2 separate regions of the Mus musculus genome follow, and region 2 is linked to region 1. Evidence: chromatin contacts called from public HiChIP or PLAC-seq data. All regions are on one chromosome and are shown on one strand. Each heading gives the region's core, a stretch centred on a gene start, on an enhancer-like site or on the middle of the called end of the contact. The rest is flanking DNA. Distances are from core to core; before and after follow the strand shown. Region 1 holds the start of Dab2ip (disabled 2 interacting protein). Region 2 holds the start of Lhx6 (LIM homeobox protein 6).

The links. HiChIP or PLAC-seq counts read pairs in DNA pulled down with a chosen protein or histone mark.
Region 2: a contact with region 1 is called in an H3K27ac HiChIP or PLAC-seq map of embryonic stem cells, with 3 times the contacts expected there. The contact joins the promoter of Lhx6 here to the promoter of Dab2ip in region 1. A contact is called at or near these places in 1 of 39 promoter capture datasets (embryonic stem cells), 1 of 115 datasets of contacts at active chromatin or transcription factors (embryonic stem cells) and 2 of 9 other capture datasets (adipose tissue and macrophages).

What each region holds. Positions count from the first base shown.
Region 1 is chr2:35,617,908-35,625,226 of GRCm38.p6, forward strand. Dab2ip (disabled 2 interacting protein) reads left to right here and starts at 4,074. Exons shown (of 16, transcript NM_001114124.2): 1 at 4,074-4,376. The coding sequence starts at 4,253.
Region 2 is chr2:36,102,058-36,109,543 of GRCm38.p6, forward strand. Lhx6 (LIM homeobox protein 6) reads right to left here and starts at 2,003. Exons shown (of 9, transcript NM_001083126.1): 1 at 1,837-2,003; 2 at 1,289-1,471; 3 at 801-922. The coding sequence starts at 1,905.

The DNA.
Region 1 (7,319 bases), core at 2,824-5,323:
TGAATGTGTGAGGGATGCTGAGTGCAGGATCTGCTGTGGATGCTAAGGTTGGGTCAGCTACCACAGTTAGCATAAATCCAGACTCCATCTTCCAACAGACCCTGAGCAACAGACCCTGCAGTTTCTGGTCTCCCCTCCATGTATGGTGGAGTGCCTGCATGACTGTGTACCACATGCATGACTGGTGTCTGAGGGAACTAGGGTTATAGATGGTTGTGTGGGCTCTCTGGATCAGCGGACACTCTTGATGGCTGGGCAGAGCTCTCCAGCCCCCGAACCTCCTCTTGGTGGCAGGGTTTCCCTCTTTGCAAAATGATCCCCTGTGAAAGCCAGGTCCCTCTGCTGCACGTTCTGATATACCCAGTGATTTGTCCTAGCATTCCATTGTCCTAGTATTGGCATTATTAAGCTTTTGTTTTGGTTTGTTTTTTGTTTGTTTGTTTTTTGTTTTGTTTTTCAAGACAGAGTTTCTCTGTGCAGCCCTGGCTGTCCTGGAACTCACTCTGTAGACCAGGCTGGCCTCAAACCCAGAAATCTGCCTGCCTCTGCGTCCCAAGTGCTGGGATTAAAGGCATGTGCCACTACTACCCAGCTCATTATTAAGCTTTTTGATGGTAGTTTTGGTCACATGTTCCCCTGCTGTCTCTAGCCTTCAATCTTAATGTCCTAGTAAGACCCAGGACTGTGAGGGGCTGGCTCCTCTTCAGAGCTGGCCCTGACCTGCCGCTCAGTGTGCTCCGCCTTTTAGCTCAGTTCTAAAGCCATCGTCCTTTCTTCTTTGCGGGTGGGGTGCAATTTGCTGTCGGGTTTTCTGTCCAGAAAGGAATAGATTCTTTCTGTCCATTCCTTTTAGGGCTTCCCCCAAGAGCCTGGTGGCAGTCATTCTATCAGTGGGGGCAAGTGGCAAAGAGCCTTTGGAGGCAGGTGGGAAGAGGGATGGCTGTTTTGTGATGATGAACTTGGTATTCTAGGAGTGCCTCGGGGTCTCTTCTCTCCTTCTTCTTCCTTTTACGTGTATTCATGGTGTGCATAAGTGTGTGTGTGTGTGTGTGTGTGTGTGTGTGTGTGTGTGTGTATGGACCCATGCATGCCACTGCAGGTGTGGAAGTCAGAGAATTTGCAGGAGTTGGTTCTATTGCGGGGGTGAGGGTGGGGGTGTTTCAGAGATCTAGTTTAGGTCTCTAAGCTTGGCAGCAATGGCCTTTACTCTGCGCCATCTGGTGGGTCTCTTGAGGGAGGGTGAAAAGGGTGGTGCGGCTGTGTGAGATCTGAATTGGGTGTCCTGTTTCCAGCCTGGCACTCACTGAGAGGGCTCATTTCTAGGCTCCATCCATATCTACTCCACGGAGCACCTTATGGGAGGCCTGCATTATCGGCTGGGGGAGTTGGAGACTACAGTCTTGCACTAGCACCCAGTCGATGGAGAGATGTGTGTCATCTCCTCACCCAGGAGTCCCTCTGGAAGCGGGCTAGGGTGGCAGTACAGGGCCAGAGTTTCTTTAGGTATCCAAGCTTCTGGATTGCGGGTGGGGGGCTGGGAGGCCTATCATCTACCCACCCTAGGCAGTCCCTGAGGACTTCCCTGCTGGGTGGTGGGAGTCCTCTGCCAGTTCAGGAAACAGTCCCACTAAGGAGGTGGGCAGTTTTCAGGTGCCCTTCCTCCAGTCTGGTCTCTGCCTGTGGGGGCTGTTCTCTTTAGAGGGGAGGAGACCACACGGGTCCTGCTCACAGGAGGAGTTTGAAGCTGCAGGCTCTGGAGAAGGATTGGTTCCAGATGCTCTTCTGGGATGCAGGAAGCAGTTTTTGTCTGCCTGGTGGTTCCAGGGTTGAGACCAGGAGGGTTGGCAGGCAGCCAGGTCTTTCCCTAGCCTCTGAGCTCTGGCCTGGCCACCAGTTTTTTCTCAACACCCAGCACAAATGTCCCCAGCACCCACCATGACCTGTAGAGGTGCAGGCATGGTGGCAGTTGGTAATGAGGACTCCTTTCCCAAGGCTAGGAATTTAGCTTGTGGTTCACCGGATGACTCTGAGCCGGTGGGAGATTTGTAGTGTCTCCTTGTAGCGGGGAAACTAAGGCATAGGGGACCTGAGAGACTGAGGGGAGATCAGGCTGAACCTCTAGAATCCTGCTGTGTGCATACTGGGGTTCTAAACTTTAGACCTGCTCCTCCATGGCTACCACACACGTCCTGACAGTCCTGATGGCTGCCTGTTGTGGGCTAGGTCAGAGCCTGATCTCCACAGGTCAGCATTGGTCAGCACTAGTCTGGCAGCCTCTGGACTGTAGCCCCGACCACAGGCTCAGAGGGAAGGTAAGTGGGTCAGGTGCATGGACACCAGAACTTTGCAGGTGGAGACTTCAGCTTCTAAAACTAGCAAAGATGGCAGTGGAGATTGTTCACCACCACCACCACCACCACCCCTGCCCCGCCCCCGAAATGCTAAGGTGTAGCAGGGTGACTCTGCCCACAACTGGGCCTGGAATCTGGTGACTGGGTGCAGATTATTATAGTAGTATCCCAGTAGTCCCCTGGCTGGCAACCCTGTTTCAGCTTCCTGTGGGGCTGGCCTGTGCTATGGGAAGTGGGACCAGAAGACTGAAAGGCAGCGGACCCTTCTGCAGCTAGGTTTGGAGACCTGCCCTCCCCCCTTACCCTCCAAAGTCCCAGGATGGCGCCTGGCCTCCAGCTGTGATCCAGCACCCCCATCCTCTCCACTGACCTGGAGGCCCTCCCTCCTAGACTGAGGAGCCAGGAAGGGGGCTTCCCCTGTGAGGAGAAAAACCTGGCCTGGATTGTTACCTAGGCTACCCTACCCCACTCGAGATTGCCGTAAGTTCCTCCAGTGTCTAGCCTGTCCCATTTCCCATAAGAGTTCATGCAACAACCGTTGGCCAAGACCATATGCCCTTGTACTTTTTGTGTGATCGAGGCAAGTCTCTCTCTCTCTCTCTCTCTCTCTCTCTCTCTCTCTCTCTCACACACACACACACACACACACTTGAGCACACATCTTTTAGGGCCTCAGTTTCCCCATCTGACTTGAACTGGTAGGTGGTGTGGTCTGAATGTTGCTTTGGGGAGAGGGGAGAGAAATGGAGGTTACCTAGGACCAGGAGGGTAGACCTAAGAGGAGGGGAAAAGGAGGCAGGCAGATTGCTGGCCATTTTAAGAGAAGGACAGAGATGAGAGCCAGCAGCAAGTAGGGTTGAGGGGGGGATGGGTGGTTGGCGTGAGGCTGCCAGTGATTTGATTTTTGCAAGATTTCTGTTGCTTCAAATACCAAAGAGAGATGGTTGGGTTTGTAGCTATTATGATCGGGGGAGCCATGGAAGTTTCTGGAACTGCAGAATGACTTGGAGAAAGTCTTTCAGCTTGTGGTAGTAGAGGCAGGTGGTCATTCCTTTCCCAAGCCTCAGTTTCTACTCCCACTGTAGGGTAGAGATCTTACTACCTTCAGAAACTCACTAATGCTACTAAAAATGTCAGAGGGGAGGGAAAATTCAGGCACCTCTGGTGGTTTATGTGGGGGATGGGGCAAAGTGGCTTAGCAAAGCCCTCTGGTTGCACAGGTGTGCCTTGTATTCTATGTGCGCTTGAAATGCACACAATAATTTTAATGGTATGAAAGTCATATTTTTATCAGATGGAGACTGCCTTCTGTAAAGAGTAGCTAAGTATCTTAGGCAACAGAGACAGGCAGAACTCCGACCTGACTGAGGGGTAGGTGCAAAGCTTTGTGGGGCGCTCTGGTCTGGCCATGTTTCAGTCCAGTCACCCCCTTCCTCAGACTCTAATTTCAGGTGCCTAGCCTTGGTGTGTATGCATATATACATGCACCACTGCACCTGTGGCGGGATAGGGTGCTCCAGGCACCCCAAGTTGGATATGGAGTTTAGACATGGCTGTTGGGTATATGCTGTTATTGGGGTTCTTCGGACGGGACAGGGGCACTCTCGGGCCGCGTCGCCCGGACGACTCCAGGCCAGGATTTTGCCCGCACTGACTTTCCGGGCGGGTGCCAGCCCAGCCTCCCGGTCCCGGGCCCCCGCCGAGGGGCCGGCTGCTCAGGGCGGGGCGGGGGAGGCGGCGGAGGAGGAGGAGTTGGAGCTACTTTGTAGGGCAGCCTTGGTCTTGCCTGCTGCTGCACCAGAGCGCGGGAGAGAGTGCGGGGCGCCCGCCGGGCGGTCCGGAGCGGCCGATGGGGCCCGTGTGAGCGCCCAGGCCTGGCCCGGTGCCCGGCGGGCGGCAGCATGTCCGCCGGCGGCAACGCCAGGAAGAGCACCGGGAGGCCATCCTACTACTACCGGCTGCTGCGGCGGCCCCGGCTGCAGCGACAGAGGAGCCGCTCCCGCAGCCGGACCCGGCCAGCCAGGGGTAGGCGCCACCCTGACCCCAGACCCTTAGTCCCTCGCAACCCCGCACCACCAACGGATGCTTTTGAGGCTCCTGTGTCAATGGGTGATGGCTCCTTATCTGGAGCTACCGTGACTGTCCCATCCCCATTGCCCCAGCTTCTGTAGGGTCCTTCCTCTTGGGGGAAAGCGGGGTCCCTAATGTTTCCCATTATATCAGGACCAAAGAGAAAGGGGTCGGTCTGATATGCAGTTCCTCCGTACTTCTGAGTTCCGAATCCCATTCCACTGTGCATCAGTTTACTCAGCGCGCAGGCCGTAGTAAAGTAGTCGAAGTGGATCCTGACTTGCCTCCACTGTCTGCTACTCAAGCTTAGCGTGCTTCCAGTCCTGTCTTGCTTCCTCATCTTTTGGATGGAGAGCTGAGTGGGCTTCCTGTGGGGAGAGCCAGGTTTGTAGGGGCCTGGAGCCACTCTGAGTGGTCCTTGGAAGGGTACTTCTTTCAAAATGGGGAGGGAGAAATGCAAGCCTTTCTTCGAGCCAGTAATAAGATCTTCAGCTAGAGAGGCCCTAACGTTTCATGCTGACTTGTGCTGGGCTGGTAAGTAAGTAGGGTCAGGGGCTCCACACAGAGACTCTGCCAGGCCTGGGTTGTGTAAGGCCATAATGCTTCGGTGGCTTAGGCCCACTGAAGGTGTCTGTGATGCAGAAGCTGCCTTAGTTTACATCCTAAGGTTATCTGGGGCATGGGAAGCCTGGCCCCGGCCCAGCCTCACCACAGGCAGAATGTGCCAAGCCTGCCTGGAGAGGTGTGAGAGTGGCCCCTTGTTTATTTTTTAGGTTTGGGTCAGTGAAGCAGGCAGGCTTTAGTTTACTTCCCCCCAGAATGGAGAAGACGTTCCGGCCCCAGCGGTAGAGCCAAGTAACAATGTACAGGGTTTATTTAGGAAGTACTGAGTTCCCTGTGCACAGAGTTCAAGTTTAAGCTGTCTGACTCTGCCCACAGGTTTGTAAACTTAGTTTGAGGATTCCCCAAAGCATGTGATATCCCGGCCTTTGCTGAAGTGGCCTCTGGCTAGTTCCTGTGCCTAGTCTAGGCAACCAGAGACCCAGGTTCAAGCATGAATCGCCTCATTTCCTGAGCCTTTGTTTTTCTCAGCTGTAAGAATCTGCCATTGTGACAGATTCTTGGTGTGAGGATGGGTTTGGGATGAAGGTTCAGGGGTTTGGCCCCCCAGGGCCTTTCCTGCCCTTCCTGTGCTCTGGTGCCTGGCATGATGGTGCCCTCTTCTGTGCCCACTGTAGAGGCTCCAGAGGAGCAGAGCTCTGCCTCCTTGTCAGCTAATGAATGAGGCCAGCAGCGATCGATGTTCAATGGATCAGACTCGTCTGAGCTTGGCTCCCAGCTGCGTCCAGCTCTGTGCTAGCTTGGAAGGAACTCACGGTTTGCTGAAAGTCAGGGGTTAGACCAGCCCTGATGGGAATTCTAGTTGGGGAAATTAAGGAAGGTTTCAGAGAGGAGCTGACGTTGATTGAGAATGTGTCTGCTAAGCTGCTGGGATTTGCTTTGCTGGGAGTGACCTACTCGGCCCTAGGTCCAAGTCCTACTTCGAGAAAACTGTCTTTCTGCCAGCTGTCTCTCTGAGCTTCAGAAATAGTGGCAGTGGCAACAGGGTCCTGCCTGGGAAGCTAGAAGCCTGTGCCCGCAGCTCAGACAAGTTAGGTGTGAACTGTTGTCCTTTACCCGGCAGGCAGGAAGGGACAGCCTGTACGTATGCCAGAGAAGGAAAAGGAAAAAGCCCTTGGTGTAGTTCATCCTGTATGGGAGCAGAGGACAGCAGTCCTGTAGAGCGAGTTCATCCTGCATGGAGGACAGAGACAGCAGTGTGGACCTGAGAAGGGGCCTTCAGTCGTGACCAGTTGTGGGTGTGGGCAGAGTTGCGGGTCAGCGTGCAGGGGGCCAGGGGCTCCTTGTCCTTCTTCCACTGACCCAGGGGCAGGTTGGATCAGGGTGTGCCTCCTTTTAGGAAGCCACCCTGAAGTATTGAACCATTCCCTTCTGATCTTGGTGTTAGTTTTGGCATGGCTAGGGGTTGGTCCCCTAATGGAAGCCTTACCTACAGGGCTGGTGGCAGCCCCCCAGCTCCATCTGTGCCCCACCTCATTTTTGTCCTCAGCAAGGAGGGGAAAGGAACATAGGCTCTGAGTTCAGAAACAGGAGAGTGCCCGGAGGAGTTGGTAGCTGGTTGTGGAGACCCACAGATGGCCAGGCAAAGGTGTTAGTTAGCTAAGCTACCGCCTCCTACTGGGGGAGGGCTCACTGCCCTCGAGAGCATCATGTTGTTCTTGGCAAGGCTGTGAGGGACAGACAGTGTCTCCAGCATCCCAGGGTTATGCACTGTGCGCCACTGAGAAGGGTCTTCTCTTCTTGGCTTTGGTATCCTTATCTGAAGGTTGGATGGGGTGGGCCTTGCAGTTGTGTGGAAGCAGTGAGGGATGGAGACATCTAAGAGTCATACTGTGCTGTGTGGTTCTGAGCCTGGCTTGTGGATTTGGGTGGCTTATCTACTTGTCAGTGTACCTCACTTCCCCATTTACTGGTATCAGGAGAAAGAGCAGCTTCCTTAGAGAAATAGAGCACTCCTCTCACCTAGGTAAGCCTGTCCTGTCATTCAGAATATCCAAGCCTCGTCACAGGGCATATGGAGCTGAGTGGTGCTTGTTCCAGACTTAACAGGAGTGAGTCCTGCTTGCTGGAGAGACCTGCTCATCGAGGGCCCTGGAACCCAGGGCTCTTTTTCCGGACAGTACAGTGGTTAGTGCTTGAGAAGGCTAGTCCTCGGTCTACTTTGTATGAACTGGTTGGTAACATTGGGTCCATTCCAGGCTCATTACCTCTTCCCTTCCGTCAAGGGATCCTGTACTGTTGCCCCATAAGCTTGGGCACTCTGGGTGCCCACACTAA
Region 2 (7,486 bases), core at 753-3,252, 480 kb after region 1:
TTATGCACCGCGGCGCAGAGTATATACAGCCCAGTGAGTGAAATGCAACACGACTCTCCGAGAGCCAGTCCTGGAGGCCCAAAGTTAGAACCTAGACCTAGGCAGAGCTGAAGCCTGGGCAGAAACGGTGTCCCAGCAGTGGAAGGAACGGGAGCCTGGGGTCAAGGCGTGACTCCAGATTTAAACAGCGACCACCGCAAGAGTCGAGGCGAAGGCATTGATCGATGTTGGTGCTTAGGACTAAGCACTAGGATCTGAGCTAGGGCTGGAGTCAGATGTGGCGTTGGCACTTGGGGCTGGAGCAGATCTGAGCCCAAAATTGAAAGCAGAGCGAAGCTAGAAGGAGAGTCCCGAGCCTAGTTCAGGATCCCTCCCAGGACAGGCTACGTACGGCACAACTGGAGCTCAAGTTGGAACCAGAGCTGAGCTTACTAGAGATGGAACGGGATGGTTACCGGGATCCGAATGATCCGGGCCAGAGCCTCGGACATCAGAGCTCAACAGAACACACTGGTGCTCGGGGCCAGAAAAGACCAGAGATGGAACCAGACCCGTGGCCAGCGCCTGTCAGATCGGAGGAACCCGAGGCAGATCCCCCGCCAGAACTCAGGCTGAGACTGGCGCTCCCTTCTGTGTAAGACGTGCTGAGTAGGAGGGCCGGGCCAGTGCGCTGAGCCGCGTTGTGCACTCTGAACAGCAGGGCTCAGGAATTGGAGAGCACAGGCCACACAAGTGGCCTAGGCACGCGTGTGCAAGGCGTTCATGCTCCAGCGCTTGCTGGCGGGATGGCCGCTGCCTACCTGAAGTAGTCCATCTTGCAGTAGATCTCCTTGTTCTTGATGTAGCAGCTATTCTGCTGCCTCAGCGATGTGCGACACACGGAGCACTCGAGGCACCGCACGTGCCAGATGAGGTTGTTGACCTGGGGAGGGGGCAGAGGTGGGGGTCGGCTTGGCGCGGGCCTCTTTCACGCCCGCCCCCAGCCTCCCCAGCCTCATTTGCAGAGACAGAGAGACACTGAAGCTCAGAAGGGGCGTATGGCTTCCCTACTTTTCTTCTATAATACAGAGAGGCTCAAGGAAATTGAGATACAGCCTTGCATTCTCTTGTTGGAACCGGGGCAAAAGGAGACCTCCTGTTTGGGAACACTTGCCCAAAGCTGCGCGATCGGTTAGCGGTTGGATTGGGAGGCCGAGGAAAATGGACCTGGCAAGGTCATTGCTTCCCTACAGCTCTTGGGGCTGCAAACCACACCCGTGGGCAAGCAGGCACACCTACCCTGACTCACCTTGAGCAGATACCGGTCCAGGATCTCCAGACCGCAACTGGAGCAGATATTCTTGCCGGCAGACGGCACGGAAGAGGCAGCAGAGGGCGGCGAGCAGACAGACGGTGTGCTGGGCGTACATGGGGAGGCTCTACCTTCGTCCTTGTCCAGAGCGCCTGCCAAGGCCTCTGCGTCTGACTGAGCCTGAAATGGGAGAGAGGAACAGCGAAGCGCTTAGCCGAGTACTCAGAGTTGAATCTGGTTTCCTCGCGCACCGACTGACACCGAAATGTGCCAGGGATGTCGCGCCCTAGGCTGGAGTACAAGAATGAAAGGACCTATTGGAGAAGAAGGGACGGCCCCCAACTTTTAACACAGCGCATCCTGGGTGCAGGAAGCAGCCAAAGCTCACATTCCAGGCCAGAAAAACCAAGGCTCAACGAGAGGCGGCTCCTATCGGCAGTTTTCCAGCGCAGGGGTAGAGGTTGGTAGCCGGAAGGCTGAGCCAGAAGCCCTGGCCTGTGCTGTTGGGGGGACTCGGGGCCGAAAGCAGGACCGAAAGGACTCACCATGGCAGGCGGAGCGGTCCCTTCGAGACAGCGGGTGGTCGCTTTGCAGCCGGACCCTGGCTGGGCCATCACCTGGGGGAGGGGGAGGGAATGCAGGCGACGGCGGCTGCTGAACTGGCTCGGAGCTGTCAGAGCCCAGCGCCTCCCCTCGCCTGTTATATAAACCGGCGCTGAACAATGAGTCCTAACTTTGTAGTGGGCATTTAAAGCCCTTCCCCACAAAAGCGGTGTCTCTCTAATGAAGCAATTTGAATTTGGATTGGGTTTTTTTCCCTCTCTCTCCCCCTCTCCCTGCACTTAACCCGTGGCTCTTGAAGTAATCGCTTAGTTCCTTTGCAATCCAAGCCTCTGAGGGGGAAAAAAAACACGCGCACACACACAAACTACCTGCAATTAGAAATTGTCGTGAATGCCCAAGATAAGAGGTAGCCAGAGTGTCAATTCCAACTGTCAATCAGTGAGATCCATCAGGCCGCCCAAAGAATTGCAAATTTGATTTTTTAATGGTAGTAATTAAAAATCGAATTTTTTTCTCCCTCCGCCCCCTCCCTTCTCCTACTCTCGGTACAAAATGCAAAAAGGAGAAAAGAGAGAAAGAAAGAAAATAAAAAGGAGATGGGGGTGGTGGTGGTGGTAGTGGTGGTGGTGGTTGAGAAAATAAAACCCAGAGCGCTAGGAGCATCCGCCCGCTCGACGCGCGCCGGGAAATTGAAGCGGGGATATTGACACCGATTCAAACGCCTTTGGAGGGCCAGTTCAAGGGAAGCCCCAAGCCAAAGAGGGCGAGATCGGCGAGTGAAATGAGGCCAAAAAGAGAAAAGAGAGGCCTCTTGGAGGAGGAAAGAGAACCCTCCAGACTCTTGGAGCTCCCGGGACCGGCCCCTCATCGAGATCCTCAGCGTTGCGCCGGCACAACCTCTGGCGCATCGGCGCTATCAGCGTCTATTCAGACGGACAATACTGGCCTCGCCTCCTCTTGATTCGCCTATGTCTTTGCTAAATCGCTTTTTGAGAAATTCCTCCAACATTTGCATAATGTGTTCCCGCTTTCCGCGACCCCCCACCCCCGCCTGCCCGCTCGCACGCTCACACACTTGCAGACACACTCTCCCGGGCTCACTCAGCACCCCTCCTTCCTGCTGCCGCCCGCCACCCGACCCGGCCCGGTTGAATCCCGGCTCCCGCTGGCCCCAGGATCCCCGACGCTCACCCACTCGCCTGCTTGCTCACCTGGTCGGTGGTGGGGCCGCCCTCCGCCGGCAACCGGCAGCCCTCGGGCAGCGCCGGGGCGGCGCTCTCATGCTTCCAGTACATGGGCCCGGGAGCGGGAGGGCTCGGTGGGCGCGCAGTGCGAAGAGAGGCGCAGAGTGGGGCCTCGGGCGTCCTGGGGGCAGAGGCTGCTGGGAGAGCTGGAGAACCGAGGCTCCGGCCCCGCCGCCCCGGGCCCAGCCCCAGCTCCCCGCCCCCGGCCTGAGCGCAGTCCTGGCCTCCCTGGCTGCCAGCACCACTGCCTCTGAAGAAGGTCCCGACAAACTTGGAGAGGTCCCTGCAGCTGCTTCTGCGGCTGCCGCCTCCTCCTCCTCTTCCTCCTCCTCCTCTTCCTCCTCCTGTTCTCCCTCCTCGTTGTCCTCCTCCCCTTCCAGCTGCGGCGACGACCGCCCTGCCGCTGGAGCCCCGCTCCGTTCAAGATGAGTCATGCGTGACCAATCCCCTCCCCGCTAAGAAGAGCGAGACACTCCAAAGGAGGCAGAGACTCAGAGACATACACACACAGAGAGACACACTGAAACTAGGCGCTACAGGGAGACTCTTGGAACATGCTAACATACAAAGACACTGGCGGGGCACATATCCTCACAGCTCCTTCTGCCGCCCCTCCCTCAAGGGCACCCACTGCCGCCCTCACACAACGTTAATAGGTGCGAGAGGAATCCGTGGTCAGCCCATCTACAAGGCTGGATTCCACATGAAGCCACGTTCTGTTGATGTAGTGCTGAGCCTGGTATATTTGTGTCGCAAATGGTCACCTGCTCACACCAATCCTTCAGGTCCTAGACTTCGACACACCCCTCAAACTCCTGCAAAAATATCCCTGCTTCATGACAACCGGAGCTTGCACCAGCTTCTAAAGGCTGAACAGGGCTGGGGGCAGGGGAGCCTGTGCTAGTGAGAGTGGGAGGGTAGGTCCCTTGGTTCTTTTGGAATGAATTACTTGGGACATCCACTTCCACTTCAAGATTTACCTAATCATACTTTCTACGTACTATAGGACTCTAAGGATGATGAGAGTTAGGGAAAGGCAAAGACCCAGACATTTAGATAGCAGGCACAAGCCCCAAACAGAGAACTCTCAAACTCAAAGGTCTGACACTGACAAACACTGACATTTATAGCCTCAGCCTTCTTCCTCAAACACCAACTATGCCAGAGAAGTGTGTAAATGTGTGTCTTCTTCTAAAACACTGTGCACACTCAGACTTAGACCTAGTCCTGCATAGAGCTACCCACCCACCACACAGACCACCCCTCCCTAACTGCCCTCATTTACAGATGTAAACAGCACCCCCTCAAATCACGCTTACACTTGTACACACAGCCGTACTCAGGAGAGGCCAAGTTCCTATGGAGCTCCAAACCCTGTATAACCTCTGTTATGAGGCATCTCTTACTATGCACTGCATTCTTATAGGTGATGAGCCAGGCGCCAGGCTCAAGGGGAAGCAACACACACCTTTGCAAAGAACATCGTTCCCAGGTGTCAGTCTCTGTCTGCACAATTAGGCATGGCCAGAAGCACACATGGACAATGTCTATACACGACTGCAATACTGAAAACCCACCTCCCACTCCTTAGAGATATATATCTGCTCTTCAGGCAGACACAACCCCAGCTAATGGCATCAGCCCTTGCATTGCAGTCCTTTATTGCTCTTGGGCACACAGGTTCTGAACCAGTCTTTTATACTAAAGAGAGCAGATCCACGGTGGAGAGCAGGTGAGGTGTGTACATGCACACAAATGTACACATACACACTTCTATTCTTGGGTGCTTTAATCCCAGCCTGGCATTAGAATGCTAAGCATATTAGAGTCGTGATCTCAGTTTTCTCTGTGAGGCAGCATACCCTATTGGTACCCATGCTACCTATTTTAACCTGATGTTTAAAGAAATCATATCCGTCATAGTGCCCCATGACTAATAATGGCCTGAACCGAGAACTAAAACTGGATTCATATACTGGAGCTTATGACCTTGATTTCTGGGCTATACCCATGACCGTGACCACTCATGGTAAGCATGTGCACACACACACATAACACACACACACACACACAACACACACACAACATACACACACACACACACACACACACACACACACGCACACACACACACACATGCACACACACACACACACACACACGCACACACACACACACATTCCATAGTTTGCCAAAAGCCTGCATCTGCCTTCTGGCTCATGGGCAAATATGGAATAGCAACAATACTGTCTGGTTCTCCCTCTCCCCTGGGCTCTCCTCCCCTCTCCCCTTCTCTTCTTTTCCCTCCTCTCCTCTAAGTGGCCCGGAGAGGCCAGAGGCTAGTATGTACATAGTACATGACAAAAAAAGACAAAGCTCTTGTTGCTACTTCAAAACTTCTTAGGTAAGGGAAGACCACGTGAAATGAAATGTCAGATGAGATTTACATAGTCTGGGGACAGAAGACATTCGTCCAGGTAGAGAAATGATGGCAAAGGTCTTGGGGCTGAGCAAACAGGTGGTGCCACTGCTATGAGGAGGAGTGGGACATAGCAGTGGCAAGTCCGTGCTCCCAGAGTAGTGACAGTGACTATGTCAGTGTCCACCACTTACGTGACTGAGTTCTGCTCCATATGCACCACCCTCTCAACCCTCCTGGCAACTCCACAGAGCTGGCACAGTGCCCTTGTTTATTGAAATCTAGACTGAGTTCTGGAACTCTTAACAGAAACTTTCATCTGTATGCAGCTCCTCACCTGAATTCTGACTAAATCCTCAGAAAAATTAAGACTAGATTAAGAGACATTGAACTCTATCAGGTCTGAAGTCCAAAGAGTGAGGGCAGCTTGCCTTGGCACTGGTCTTAACACCACCCCTTATTTTAGGGGAGACAGGTACTCTATTCACGCCTTCAGCCTCAGATTTCTCACCTGTGAGGTGGGCATGACAACAGAGCCCACCTCCTATGCGCAGCCCCACCAAACTATGGAACATATGCCTCAGGATATCTGTCACATAGAAATGAGCCTAAAAATAGTAGGGGTCACTGTGGCATGGACACACCAGATTTGGAAGATACTACTTCAGATTCTTCTGGAATAGGCAGGGCATAATTCAAATAATCAAAAACTCCCCTGAATAACTTACCCAAGGAAGCTGAACACCTATTAGTCTAGCTCAGAGCATACCCAACTTCAAAGACAAAAATGAAATCACTTTGGACATGAAATCTTCCTTCCCACAAATCCAGATTTCTGTTACAGAATGAGACCAGATTGTCAGACTCAAAGAGTCTGTTCAGACAGGATAGTCTTTTTCCTCCCGCAGGAGATCGTGGGCAGGTCACTTTGCCTCTTAGAATCCTTGTTTCCCAGCTTGCAAATGGAGCTAACAGTCCTTACCCGTCAGGGTTGGAGTGATAACTAACCGCACATTAAGCACTAATACTTTTACAAATGTTGACTCCATTCTGGAGCTGTGTTTAGTCAGCTCTCTGGTCACTCACAGGATATGGTCATCTGGTCCTCTGAGGTGGATTTTGCCATCCTCCCCCCACCTGAGACTCTGTCGTCCTCTAAGATTTGGGCTTGAAAAGAGGCTTCATTAGTAACCGGATAATTCTGTGGGAGGCCCCCAGCAGTGGGTTCCTCCCCGCCCGCCCGCCGGGAGTAATTCTAGGAAGGTAATGTGAGCTGGAGAGACTGGAGACCCAGCTTCACATTTATGTACTCTGACAGCTAAATTGGTGAGCAAGGGGGAAATCAGATGAAAGCCATTTCAGAGTAAATACTAAATACGAAATTTAAACATTCAGGTTGTGACACACACACACACACACACACACACACACACACACACACACACACACACGAGAGAGAGAGAGAGAGAGAGAGAGAGAGAGAGAGAGAGAGAGAGAGAGAGAGAGAGAGTAAATGGGAAGGGACAGAAGCAGCACACTCCTCTCCTGCCCAGGACCCTATTCCTACCTCATCACCTTGCTGGATGGACATTTCCTGTCGAGGAAAGGAACACAGAGTGGGGTACGAACTGAATGACCCTCAGCCAGCAGCTTATCTTTCCTAGTTAGTGTGCCATCGGTGGTAAAGTGTGCAAGCTGTTTGACTCAGATGACCTGGGAAGTGATGGAGAGAACTTTGGACTCAGACAGACAGGATGCGGAATCCTAGTCCAGCCACTTCCTGCTTGGGCAAACTTCGGGAAACTGAGTCAACGGTGGAAATATTATCAGCTTCAGAAGATTACATGAAATAAACGATTAATGTAAGTTCTTTAGATCTCAAAGTATACGGAAAATGTCTGCAGGTACAGTCATCCCAACTCTCCCAGTTTGAGCACCCACTGAGTAAACTCAGGCTGGTGGATATTC